2 separate regions of the Oncorhynchus mykiss genome follow, and region 1 is linked to region 2. The links are chromatin contacts, called in public Hi-C maps. All regions are on one chromosome and are shown on one strand. Each heading gives the region's core, a stretch centred on a gene start, on an enhancer-like site or on the middle of the called end of the contact. The rest is flanking DNA. Distances are from core to core; before and after follow the strand shown.

What was found. A called contact is a pair of places that touch in the nucleus more often than the background predicts.
Region 1: a Hi-C map of liver shows a contact between it and region 2, with 4 times the contacts expected there. The contact joins the promoter of exoc5 here to the promoter of cipca in region 2. A contact is called at or near these places in 2 of 3 Hi-C or Micro-C datasets (blood and liver).

The regions. Positions count from the first base shown.
Region 1 is chr25:20,854,025-20,857,610 of USDA_OmykA_1.1, forward strand. exoc5 (exocyst complex component 5) reads left to right here and starts at 1,614. Exons shown (of 18, transcript XM_021584891.2): 1 at 1,614-1,837. The coding sequence starts at 1,811. ap5m1 (AP-5 complex subunit mu-1) reads right to left here and starts at 1,316. Exons shown (of 8, transcript XM_021584892.2): 1 at 988-1,316; 2 at 127-787; 3 at 1-9. The coding sequence starts at 1,055.
Region 2 is chr25:20,724,503-20,728,353 of USDA_OmykA_1.1, forward strand. It overlaps cipca (CLOCK-interacting pacemaker a), which reads right to left and starts at 1,802. Exons shown (of 4, transcript XM_036962433.1): 1 at 1,608-1,802. It overlaps pgfb (placenta growth factor), which reads right to left. Exons shown (of 7, transcript XM_021584900.2): 7 at 2,111-3,851.

The sequences.
Region 1 (3,586 bases), core at 364-2,863, 130 kb after region 2:
CACTTCACACTGATGACACAAAGGGAAAAAGCACAAATGGGTTAGAGAGAATGAGTAGACAGCAGAAGGTAACAAGAAACTTCAGTATTACATTACCATAGACATAGACAGCATCACTGTGCTCACCTTGCAAGTCACTGTGCCATAGACATCCCAGAGGTCCTGCCTGTTTCGGTTTCCATACTGCATGGAGCGCACCATCTCCGTTAGAGCTACATTCACCACAGCCCGACCACGGTGCACCCCTGTTTTCCAGGCTGGCTGTTTCTGGGTCCCTGCAGGAGTGGGCATTGCTGATGCCGATGAGGCCCCTGGCTGAGGGATGTCCAGTGGGGTCCCGAGGGGGCAGATCTGCAGGAGGATAGAGGGCATCATGGCCAGGCGAGATGTCAGCCCCTCTCTGTCAGGCTTACTCCCAGACCCACAGAGGAAAGCCTGCAGGCCCGCCAACAGTGTGAGGCCCTGGGAGACAGAGAACAAGCTTGCCAGAGGAGGCCGGGGATCAGCGGGGGCATCCACCACGGCCAGACAGGCCAGGATCAGAGGCCCCTGGGAGATGACCAACATTGGCCAAAGTACCCCTCCACTGGGGCCTTCTACATGGAGCTCCAAGGCTGGTGAGCGCTGCTGGTGGAGACAGTCATCTCGTAGAGCCATGTAGGGTTTGTCAGAGTCAGAGAGGCCCAGCTCAGTGAGTAGGAGCTGGAGCACAGTGCCATCCTCTGGGACAGACACATACAATGAGCCGGCCATACACTTAGCACGCTGCTCCACAGTTGGGTATCGCCTGTGTGAGAAGCCAACACTTTTACCAACTATGCACATAGCCAAAACAGCAATACGGGACAGGTGTGAATTAAAACACACGCACACACACACACACACACACACACACACACACACACACACACACAGACAGACAGATATACACACACACACGATGACATTACATTTTACACAAACAATGGAAGGAAAAACATTACAAACCTGGAAAAGCGCACTGCTACAGACTCTCCCCTCTCGTAAGATATAATCCACAATGCCCTCACACTCATTTTGTCCAGAACAAAATGCCTGTGATTGACAGGCTATGCATACATATGATAACCACGTTTCTTCTGGGATAGATCTATAAGGGAAATCTTAAAGTAGTCCAACAAAGGGGGACATAACATTTTGCCTCATTTTAAACTTGCACGACTGAGTTTTCATCGATATTCTGTTCTGTTTTCGTTGCAAAATTAACTTCCTATTTTTACAATCATGTGACAGCCTGAACCAATCAGGATACTTTTGCGCATGTGTGTTTACGCAGTGTACCTTCCGGGGTGTCACTAGTTACCACAGCCACAAAGTCAAACATGATTTTTTTTTTTAATTCTACATTTTGGTATTAATTTAAGGTTAGGCATAAGTTTTGCAGTGTGGTTAAGGTTAGGTTTAAAATCAGATTTTGATAAGATAAATTGTATGCGGGGTTTAGTCATAATATTGGACACGCTCGACATTGCAGCCGACTTTAAATGCGAGTCGAGACTGACTGATTTACAAATTCCCTTGCATCCTAAATAACTGCTCAATATTATTGATCGATTAGTCAGTCAGTCACAATTAACCCATGATACACCACGGTTTTGACGCTCTCGAATACGGCCTAAGGCTATGGAAACTAGTGACGACCCGGAAGTAGAGCTATTAAACGTATCAACAAAGGGCAAAACATAAATCCAGTTGATCAATCAGTCGGCTGTCATACCCGAATGTTAGTTTGCCTAAACTGCAATTTGTACATTGCAGATATAAGTAGAACATGGCAACGACTCCTCAACTATTTGAGGTAAAATAAACTGTATGGCCTAGCTGACTGCTAACTTTAGTGGTAGCTTAATAGCTAGCTAGGAGGATAAGTATGAGCTAGCCAACCCCCTGTTTAAACGTTAGATGAGTAGCGTTAGTTGAAATGTGAAATGTCTTAATTTAGGCTAACTAGCTAGCCAGATATAGCTATAAGGATTGGAAATTGTGCCTCAGCTAGGAAGTTGCCTTGCCAGCAGATCCGACCCGCTTGCTTACAGCTGCACTAGGGTCGGATAGGCTTCCTCTGTATGTTAAGACACCACTGAGCCAGCGCGAGGTAAGGCTCGGAAAACGTACTTCAAAACAGGGATGAGAAATGCGGTGTACTCCGAATTGTCCCAACATCCCAACTGTTATACCGAAAAAATTCGGGAGTACAACGCATTTCCCAGGATTGAGGTAAGTTTTCCGAGCCATATCTCGCGCCGGCTCCGTGGTGTCTTAACCAACACAGGAATCCTATCCGAACCCAGGCCTAGCGCAGCTGTAAGCAAGCGGATCAGATCTGCTGGTTAGGAAGTTGCCCTGCTGTCCATTAGCTAGCTACGTTACCATTTGCTAGCTATTTTGCACTGACAGCTAGCTAACAAAGCTAGTTACTGTAGTGTTTACCCAGGCAGATGTTGACGATGTGATCATTTGTCAATCAGTATGTAAGTTGACTAGAGGGTTATACTACAAAGTAGGTTCAGTGAGTTAGCCAGCTAACTTGATAAACAACCAGAAATAACCGATTTTTGTTGGTTAATTAAGAAAGCTAAACTCATGTTTTAAAATGCTGAGCCCATTTCAAGTTATTTTAGAGCATTTAGACAAGTTAGCTGGTTAACTCATTGAACCTGATTTGTAGTATACCCCCCAGCTCTACCTTAACGATTTGTGATTGTTACCAAAGTTACCTCTAGCTTGGGGGGCAAAGTGTATCCATCCCACTGGGCACTTCAATCTGGCCCGCAAGACGTATTACATTTTATTATATATTATTTATTTTTTGTAAACATTTTTTATCCCCAATTTCATGGTATCCAATTGGTAGGTACAGTCTTGTCCCATCGCTGCAACTCCCATAGGGATTTGGCCCAGCCCGCCACAGGAGTCGCTAGACAAGGAAATCTCGGCCTGTCAAACCTTCTCCTAACCCGGATGATGCTGGGCCAATTGTGCGCCGCCTTATGGGTCTCCCAGTGGGATTGAACCCGGGTCTGTAGTGACGCCTTCAACCGCTGCGCCACTCGGGAGGGCTCCGCAAATTGATTGCATCCCTCCGTTGAATTTCAAAATCCCGATGTGTTCCTCGAGCCAAAACGTTTGCCCACCCCTGCTCTAGGTCTTATGTTATTGCCTAAGTTACTGGTTTACAGTAGCATTGGCTATGTAGCTTGTTACCTAGCCAATGTTACGCCCCTAGATATCAGTGTTGGGGAGTAGTGAACTAGCTACATTGTTCATTTAATGACATTTTGCAATAGCTTGGTGGTGGTTGAACTAAATTCAAATCTTGGTAGTTAATTACTTTTTTTTGCCATGTTTTGGTGTAGCTAACTACTGTAACTGCACGCTACGTTTTTGCAAAAAGAAAAGATGGGTGAGGGAAAGAATTTCCTTTATTTTTTGGCATCAAACCTAGCTAATTCTCACTTGAAACACGCTGTGTGCCTAATTCTAACTTTGTGTTAAATAGGCTAAATCATACATTTTGTTAACATCTGACTATAGGGATCTGTTCTTG
Region 2 (3,851 bases), core at 552-3,051:
TTCAGTTGAGCCTCCCTAGCCAGATGAAGCTATCTTTGGGCAACAGGGTTAATTAGCTGGTTAGCTATTTACTTTCATGAACTGAAGTTCAATTTTAATAGGCGAACAACAAGTTAATACTTACTTACAAGGATTCCTAATCATTGCTAAGAATAGTGAAAATGACTGCAGTTCCTACTGGTTATTATTTTCAGGCTGGTTGTATTGGTGCTAGCTAGGTACCAAGCTAACACTAGCTGCCCTAGTAGTTGCGATTGAACAAATTATGCTTTATTATGAACACAGTATTGTAAAAACATTGTTCGTGGTCTGTGTTTGTTTTTTTGTACAGCTTTGACAGTGACACTATCTTTTTTTGACACGCAAAGACCCAAACGGCGTTCCATAGTATGTCGTGAAGATAACAGCAGTGACGCTATTACTGTGCAACTCTGGTAGGGCAACATCTGAACAATAGCACACTTGGTAGTGTGTACCGGTGACGAAAGCCAACATCCCCAACGACAGAGAAAGGTTGATTGTCAAGGGCAATGAATTCCATTATCTTGGCTTTAATGGATTTTGCCTTTGAGTTGTCTCGCTGAAATGTTCTTACTCTTTCAAATGACTCCTCAAAATGTTGACTGCTCGATCCACACAGCAGACATTGTGTGGGCTAGGTTAGGAATGTGGCGTTATTATGTCATGTACCTACTTTATATAAGATATACATAGTAGCTTTGACATTGATTTCTAACATCGGTCTAGTTTAACAACTAGAAATCGGCTGATACCCATGTTGGCATTTTTAGCTAATATCGGCCGATTCTGATATGTTCACCAATATATCGCGCATCCCTAGTACATATGTATCCCGTACAATATGTTATTATTCCCCAATGCCCCTATTCTGATATCTTCTCTTTGCTTGTTGTAAACATATAAACATGTAGACAAATACATAGACAAACAAACATATTGAATTATAGAACAGTTCTCGACAATAGAGGGAGAAAAAATAGTGAGAAAGACATGAGTGAGAGAAGAGAGCGAGATCAAGTGTATGTGTAAGTCCGTATGTGTAAGCGAGCATGTAATTGAGTAGTATGTGTTCATATCCACCTCATAGTGTTCAGATATTTGTACAGTTCCCGTACTTTTTTTTCGTAACCTGAAGTCCCTTTAGAATTTACTACAGCCATGGTGTTGTAGAGCTCTCTCGGAATAGCTGTCCGTCTATAAAAATAGTTTGTCCCTCTGCTAACAGACACAGCTAATTCGGGGATTTCTAGTGGCACGCACATGAAGAGCGCGAGCGCAGGGGGAAGTTGTATCCATAGTCTCCCCGTTTGGCTTCCGTTTTTTAAAAGCGTTCGAAAATGAGGTGGATATCAATCTCTAAAGTTAGCTACACAGCTAACTGCATTAGCCAGCTGTGTTTGCTAGCTTGTCGTTTACGCTGCGCCCCTTCGCCCGCCATGTCTGGACTGGTTGAACCGAGATTGTTGTTGTCCGGCTCTGCTCAGTCAAAACACGGTGCTGTGTAGGCTACATCGGACTTTGAAAGTGGCGGAGCACTGCCAACAATGCAATCACGAGATCACAAAATCAAATATATCGTTTTGTACCTACTTTAAGTGTTGAGTCCTCTTGAAAATTCGACAACGTAGACGTGTTCACATTCACAACTATTAAACTAAAATAGTTCGCATTGCTTTCGCTTCGATGAAAGACCAAAACTTTTCAATTTAAAACGGATTTCAACACTAGCCTTTGCCGTATAACTGGGCAGCAGGCGTTGCTAAGGAAACTGTGGAGACGTCACTCCCTCTATTTTTTTCAAGCGTTCCTATTGGTGTACAACATTGGCATTGCGACCAGAGCGATGTATTTAGCAAACGTGACCCACGTGATATGGCTTGATCAGAACCAACATTAACATCATATGTGCGATGTGTAATATAATATGTAACTGTCTGTGCCATTATTATCCTGTATACTGTTAGGTATAATCCAAAACAGATTGAACTGTGATCAACATATATCTTTCTCACTCACACGCACGTACACACACCACCCTCTCAACAAATGGTTTCTCACAAAAGTATATTTGAGCCACATAAGACAATGATATATTTCTTTATTAACTGTTGCACACTCTTCACAGATATAATATATCTATATCTATTTACAATATATAATACTCACTCAGATATTTGGGCATATCCTTTATCATATTTGATTACAACATCACAGATTCTATTTTATTTTTTAGATAAAATAGGCATACACTTCTCCAGAACAAATTTGTTCTTAGTCATATTAAAGGACACTGTCTAATAAATACACAACAAGCACAAATGATAAAACAATTCTCTACTCTTAAGCGTGAAATGTAATTCATGGTTCTGTACATCAACCCACTGCTTTATTCAACAGATAATACACAAAAATGCCAATATGAAAGTCATGTTAAAAACAGACCCACCACAGGTGGAGGGCAATGTGATAGTGTACTCGATTAGTGTGTAGATTGTAAAATGACTTGAGGTGAGTGTATGACAGAGGGGAATAGAGAACATTGAAACTCTAAGAGCAGCAACTCATTTTAATATTTGGTTCAGCTGTGAAAGAATCAGAAACACAACGTAGTCTGGAAAAAAACACAATAACGCCGTAAGTCATGAAACAGAAATGACAGCAGTAGCAGCCCTAATAAGCAGTAGAATGACACATTTCCTGAACAAATTCAGTGATATCTGCTAACCAGACGTGTCGACCTCTCAGTAAGCGATGGTCTTGTATTGCTAAAGAATTCAGATGGTTAGTGATTCATTAAGGGCTAGGGTTATAGGCCTATAAATGAAATAGAGAAACAAGGAACACACCTAGTCTGAGGGTCTTGATCACCAAGTTAAAATGTTAACAGAGTTTATATGGTCCAATTAGCCATTTCACAGCAACCAGTCAGTTCAAGTTCCATGATTGTTCATAGCTTAAGTTGGTTTAACTCAGCTCTTTCTAACGCAGCTCCTTAAATTGATACTGGGGTATAGGTCTACTTGCAGTGTAGGTCTACTTGCAGTGTAGGTCTACTTGTAAGGTCTACTTGTAGGTCAACTTGCTTTGGAGTTATTGACTATTATGTTACATGGGCAGTGACTTGTTGTCTGATTTTTTTTTAAACATTAAGATGAAAAATACAATGTGTATGTTACAGTATATTGCATAGCCTACATGTATATTGATTTTGTGGTTATTTTATGATATTTATATTTAATTAAATAAAAGTACACCAACACCTTGTCCTATGAAAAAATTATGATGGACATAACTGTACCTATTATATCAATAATATAATTCTATACCTCATCCTAAACAAATCTCTTTTTAAAAAATTACTCTGAAAATGCCATTTGTAACCACTGGAGGGTGATATTCTACTAGTATAGTCCTGTTGCTGCTGCAGGGGCTCCTGAGCACTTAGTACGCCCAGACTCCACATAAGGCTGAAAACTCACTGACTGTACTAGTCCATAGTCCATGTATGACAGTACAATGTTTAATATCACAACACAAAAAGTTAAATATAACTTATTCCTTTGGGAAAGGAGTTGCTAGTCTACCAATGAACCTGCTTGCCATGAGAGGACCCCAAGTATTTGGTTAGTCGGTTAGTCCTAAAGATTTAATGAAACAACATAGAAAGTTCATGAATGGAACATTTATTAATAAATAGGCCTATTCATGTTAAATGGGATAAGCAGCTAAAACAACCACAGCAATAAAATAAACAACACTAAACAATAATAATCATGTAATTATGCAAAACATCCATCATGATTTTAACTTTAAAACCTTTAAATGTTTGG